2 separate regions of the Arabidopsis thaliana genome follow, and region 1 is linked to region 2. Evidence: chromatin contacts called from public ChIA-PET data. All regions are on one chromosome and are shown on one strand. The core of a region is the stretch at or near the end of the contact, and the rest is flanking DNA. Distances in the headings are between cores, read along the strand shown.

Region 1 (3,065 bases), core at 420-2,919, 63 kb after region 2:
ATCATCATCTCCGACGCCAGTCTCGCCCACGAAGCGTTAATCGAACGTGGAGCACAATTCGCGACCCGACCCGTTGAAACTCCGACCCGGAAAATCTTCAGCTCCAGTGAAATCACAGTTCATTCCGCTATGTATGGACCTGTGTGGAGGTCATTGAGACGGAACATGGTTCAGAACATGCTTAGCTCGAATCGGCTCAAGGAGTTTGGTTCTGTTAGAAAATCCGCCATGGATAAACTCATCGAGAGAATCAAATCTGAAGCTAGAGACAACGATGGACTCGTCTGGGTTCTGCAAAACAGCAGATACGCTGCGTTTTGTGTTTTATTAGATATCTGTTTTGGAGTTGAGATGGAAGAGGAATCAATTGAGAAGATGGATCAGTTGATGACGGCGATATTAAACGCCGTTGATCCAAAACTCCACGATTACCTTCCGATCTTAACGCCGTTTAACTACAATGAGAGAAATCGTGCTCTTAAGCTTCGTCGGGAACTTGTAGATTTCGTCGTCGGATTCATCGAGAAACGACGGAAGGCGATTCGGACCGCAACGGTATCGTCTTTCTCGTATCTTGATACACTCTTTGATCTTAGAATCATCGAAGGAAGTGAAACGACGCCGTCTGATGAAGATCTTGTAACGCTCTGTTCGGAGTTTCTCAATGCCGGTACGGACACGACTGGGGCGGCGATCGAGTGGGGAATCGCAGAGTTGATAGCGAATCCCGAGATTCAATCTCGACTGTACGATGAGATTAAATCAACGGTTGGAGATCGTGCGGTCGATGAAAGAGACGTGGACAAAATGGTCTTGTTACAAGCTGTAGTCAAAGAGATTCTCCGGCGACATCCACCGACTTACTTTACATTAAGTCACGGTGTAACGGAACCAACGACTCTCTCTGGCTATAACATCCCTGTCGGGGTCAACATTGAGTTTTATCTTCCCGGAATTAGTGAAGACCCGAAGATCTGGTCAGAGCCAAAAAAGTTCGACCCTGACCGGTTCTTATCAGGGCGGGAAGACGCCGATATAACAGGAGTTGCTGGAGTGAAGATGATGCCTTTTGGTGTTGGCCGTAGGATCTGTCCGGGGATGGGAATGGCGACGGTACATGTGCATTTGATGATAGCGAGGATGGTTCAAGAGTTCGAGTGGTTAGCCTATCCACCGCAGAGCGAGATGGATTTTGCCGGGAAGTTGGTGTTTGCGGTTGTGATGAAGAAGCCGTTGAGGGCCATGGTGAGACCTAGGGTACAATGAAAGCCGCAGGTTTGTAGCATATCCAACTTTTAAAAATGAATAAATGCTGTATGGAATACATGCATAAACTGATAAACACTCTCATGTAAAAATGAATACAAGAAGCATATTGGTACTCAAGTCATGTTTTCCATTAAGAATCTTTTAGAATTCTGTTATCTTTGAGGGTAAAAACTTAACTATGTTTGTAATAAAAGCTTAGAATGAGAATTTGGTAAAACAACTGTCATGCTAAACACTAAAAATGGGAGAATACAAAATAAACTTGAGATATGAGTATTTTGTTTGTTACAATTTATGATGCTAAAGCCAAAAACATTGAGAAAAGAAAAAAAAAACATAATCTTCTTAACTGAGAAACGTTGACATGCAGAATCACACGTTAGAAGATAACTACCGTGTGTTAGCAAACAATTTACACGATTACAACTACTGTACTAGTCATGAAAGACAAGACTTTAAATTTCCATCGTACTTCTTGTGCATACCAAACTCAGCCTCATAAAATTAAATGAAACCAATCGCAAAACTGGTTACTTTAAATTCTCCTCACCTAAATTATCATGCTCTGCTCTGTTTTTATACCTTCCTCTGCTTTTCCCTTCCACTCTTAATCCTCCATAGCTACAAACAAAGCTCAGTGAAAAGAAGAAGAAAAACAAGAAGCTAAAAATGTCTATCCTTTCGTTTCCTCACACTTTCTTTAACATCTCTCCTTCACTCTTCTACACTATCCTTATATCCAGTTTAGTTCTACTGATCCTCACGCGCCGGAGTGCTAAATCAAAGATCGTGAAGCTTCCTCCAGGTCCTCCGGGGTGGCCGGTGGTTGGAAACCTCTTCCAATTCGCGCGCTCCGGGAAGCAGTTTTACGAGTACGTTGACGATGTAAGGAAAAAATACGGTCCTATCTACACGTTGAGGATGGGAAGTCGAACAATGATCATAATCTCTGATTCAGCTCTCGTCCACGACGTTCTGATTCAACGTGGACCAATGTTCGCAACCCGACCCACCGAGAATCCGACCCGAACCATCTTCAGCTCCAACACTTTCACCGTTAACGCTTCAGCGTACGGTCCAGTATGGCGATCCCTGAGAAAGAACATGGTACAGAACATGTTAAGCTCGATCCGGTTCAGAGAATTCGGGTCGTTGAGACAATCCGCAATGGATAAACTCGTCGAGAGGATCAAATCAGAAGCTAAAGACAACGACGGTCTTGTTTGGGTCCTAAGAAACGCAAGATTCGCTGCGTTTTGTATTCTTTTGGAGATGTGTTTTGGAATCGAAATGGATGAAGAATCGATATTGAATATGGATCAAGTGATGAAGAAAGTGTTGATCACACTCAATCCAAGACTCGATGATTATCTCCCGATTCTTGCTCCGTTTTATTCCAAGGAGAGAGCAAGAGCTCTCGAGGTTCGTTGTGAACAAGTTGATTTCATCGTTAAACTCATCGAGAGACGACGGAGAGCGATTCAGAAGCCGGGGACTGATAAAACGGCGTCGTCTTTTTCTTATCTTGATACACTCTTTGACCTTAAAACCGAAGGTCGTATAACGACGCCGTCTAATGAAGAGCTTGTGTCGCTCTGCTCTGAGTTTCTTAACGGTGGTACGGATACGACGGGGACGGCGATCGAGTGGGGTATAGCGCAACTGATTGTGAATCCTGAGATTCAATCTCGGCTCTACGATGAGATTAAATCAACGGTTGGAGATCGTGAGGTTGAGGAAAAAGATGTGGATAAAATGGTCTTTTTACAAGCCGTTGTTAAGGAGATTTTACGGAA
Region 2 (3,055 bases), core at 443-2,942:
ATGTGCAATAATCTGGAATATTAAGGCGGTTTGGGATTATAATAGAAAGTAATAATACCTGATCCCATCCATACTCATTCCAAGCAAGAGACATGTTACTAGTGATCTTGAAAGGACCATTCTCATAGAACACAGCCAACTCACTACTACATCCAGGCCCTCCCGTCAACCAAATCACAACAGGAGCATCCTTCTTGTTCCGTGACTCGAAGAAGAAGTAGAACATGCTAACACACACCAAGCAAACAAATCAACAAACAAAGCAAACAAACATTTATAATCTATTCCCACTACTTTGAGATTCCAATTAGAAAAACGTCACCAACAGTCCAATGTTCTAATCGAATCAAACATAACCTAGTCAAGAGCTAGCTGCAAGCTTCTATATACCTATGAACCAAAATCTAAAGTCAGATATAAACCTTGCGCCACGAGATTTCGGGAGCTTGTAATAACCAGCATGATGACCTAAATCGTCGACAGTAGGGCCACCATCGGCAAGTATATTCGGGAATACGAACTTCCGTTCAACAATCCCCGGTCCCTCCGCAGCAGTGAGAGGCAAATCAGCGACATCGATCACATTCAGATCCTGCTGCGGGAAAAGGTTTAGCTCACGGATCAGCTTCTCCGCGCGCGTAGACGGCAAGTTCGATCTCTCAAAGGTGCGATCATTCAAGAGGAACGATGAAGACGGTATCGTTGAAGCGATGAAGACGACGAAATGCAGGAGAAGGCTGAGAAAAGTTAGTTTCTCCATTTTTGGTTCTTTCAACTGTGCTTCTTTTTTTTTCCTTTTCTGAGATTGTTGTATACAACAATTTGGGGGAGGAGAGAATGTACACGTGGCAGGAACTATCACAGAAATATCTTCCGATACGTGCCCGAGAAAGTTGGGGCTATTTTGCGAAATATGAGAAATAGTGGGTGAATCTGTTACGTTACAACAAAGATAACGTTTGGCGTAGTAATCGACGGTTAGGCACGCGAGTTGAATGTGAAGCAAAAGATGGATGAGTGTGGGTCCCAGATAATTTAAAAGTGAAATAAAATGTTAAAAATATTCAACCTGCCGGAATCGAACCAGCGACCTAAAGATTTCTTTGGAATTACCCATTACAGTCTTCCGCTCTACCAACTGAGCTAAGGTCGGTTTGATATTAATATTAAGTTTACACTATATATTAAATTAATTATTACAAAAACACTTATGGGCCTCACGTGAATGTAAACCTTACATTTTATAGTGAATGTAATATTCTACAAGGTGTGTTTCTGATTAGAAGGCCCAATCCTAAACCACTATTTGTAAAGCACCTAAAAGCCCATTCGGCTAAAAAACGAAGATGACTCAAGAAATTAAGGAACCGTCGTTGTAGATACACAATGTTTGGGTTGACTTGTATTTCATTCATTTAGTCTGGTTTTTGTTTGGTTTAATTTAGTCAGCAATTTTGGTTCAAATCTCAATTTGCAGAGCTAAAAAGTTGACGACTTTTGCATCTGCCGTGCGAGAAACACCAACTCCGACTTTGGGCTAAATTTGTCAAAGAGTTCCAAACGAATTGGCAATAAACGGTAGCTCCATAGTCAGACACGTGTCAACAAGATTGTCCAACTCTCCACGTGGCGCCACGTGAACCAGTTGCTTGAACGGCTATGTTATCATCTTTCCCTCTACAATGGACCCTACTTTGTTCTATACAGATGCAGTTTCTGTGTAATTAGATGCTTTGATCCTTTGGAATCTTCCACTAGTTTCAGTCTTCACGCATCATCATATTCCAAAAAAATGAAATGAAAAAAGAACTAATACTCAAAACGTTGTCGTTTCGTTGTGCTTCATAGCTCTTCTCCTCCTCAGCTTTTCCTTTTTAGCTTCTTCATTTCTGCTTTCCAGACAGATATACACACCAGTAGCTAAAACGAAAAGACAGAATCTTTTATTTAATTCATTTTTTATTTGAAAGTACATAATTAAAAAAAATAATTAATTAATCGTGATGAGGGCGTTGAATTCGCGGCTAGTTCTGATCGACATCAACAGCTCCTGGCAAGCTTCGCGCCGGTTAATCTCAGCCACCGCAACCGCTTTTTCATCTGATTCCTCTTCCTCATTCCGTCGGACACGTGGTGCGCGTCAGAGAATCGCTTCATCGAAATCCCCGGCGTCGTCACCGTCTCCTGTTCGGAGACCATCTGATGGATTCAGTTTCGATGTTCGGTCACCGTCATCTGATTCATCGATCTCATCACGGAAGTCACCGACGACGGCTCCGCCTACGGTGGAGCTCGACGCTTTCCTAGAGATTCTTCCTCCGGCGACGAGGAAGGAGCTTGTTAAGCACGAGGCGATTGAGGAATTGATCGAAGTAGTGATGGATTTAGGGAGAAAGCCACTTGCTAGATTCCCTTCCGGCGATTGGGTGATCTCAGAGCAGCCTGTGACACACCAGGATCTGGAGCTTGCGGTATCAAAGGTATGTGTGTCTCTGATCTAAGACATGCAACTAATTTCTCAAATGTTTTAGCTTATTGCAGTTCTTCAAGACTGATAAGACTTGCTTATACTGATTATGGTCTCTTCTGTGTCTGAATCAAAATGTTTTGAATTTAGGTTGGTGATTTTTCGGATGATAACCGATCCGGGATTGACAGATCTTTGCATCGTATAAGCGCTATACGTAATCGCAAACTGCAAGTAATTGGTCTAACATGTCGAGTGGGTCGAGTAGTCTCTGGAAGTGCAGAAATTATAAGAGACTTGATTGAAGGAGGAGGATCCATCTTGGTCATTGGATCTCCTGGAGTTGGCAAAACAACTTTAATCAGGTACATCAATATGAACTTATAATGTGATGATCTTTCTGTTAAAACTGTGATTGATAAATGGTATATGACAAGATTGGTTTGTTTTGTACAGAGAAATTGCACGGATGTTAGCTGATGAACACAGGAAACGTGTAGTGATTGTTGACACGTCAAATGAGATTGGAGGTGATGGTGATGTTCCTCATTCTGGAATTGGTCGTGCCAGGCGGATGCAAGTTCCAAA

Evidence for each region. ChIA-PET counts read pairs in DNA pulled down with a chosen protein or histone mark.
Region 1: a contact with region 2 is called in an H3K4me3 ChIA-PET map of shoot, with 11 read pairs. The contact joins the promoter of CYP77A6 here to the promoter of SPD1 in region 2. A contact is called at or near these places in 2 of 26 Hi-C or Micro-C datasets (leaf and shoot) and 1 of 2 datasets of contacts at active chromatin or transcription factors (shoot).

Annotation. Positions count from the first base shown.
Region 1 is chr3:3,300,218-3,303,282 of TAIR10.1, forward strand. CYP77A6 (cytochrome P450, family 77, subfamily A, polypeptide 6) reads left to right here and starts at 1,670. Exons shown (of 1, transcript NM_111893.4): 1 at 1,670-3,065. The coding sequence starts at 1,939. It overlaps UNE9 (Cytochrome P450 superfamily protein), which reads left to right. Exons shown (of 1, transcript NM_111892.2): 1 at 1-1,487. The coding sequence ends at 1,266.
Region 2 is chr3:3,237,304-3,240,358 of TAIR10.1, forward strand. It overlaps SPD1 (P-loop containing nucleoside triphosphate hydrolases superfamily protein), which reads left to right and starts at 1,693. Exons shown (of 9, transcript NM_111877.3): 1 at 1,693-2,480; 2 at 2,618-2,832; 3 at 2,924-3,055. The coding sequence starts at 2,004. SCPL49 (SERINE CARBOXYPEPTIDASE-LIKE 49) reads right to left here and starts at 964. Exons shown (of 9, transcript NM_111876.5): 1 at 423-964; 2 at 59-227. The coding sequence starts at 760. It overlaps AT3G10415 (a tRNA gene), which reads right to left and starts at 1,153; the gene lies at 1,064-1,153.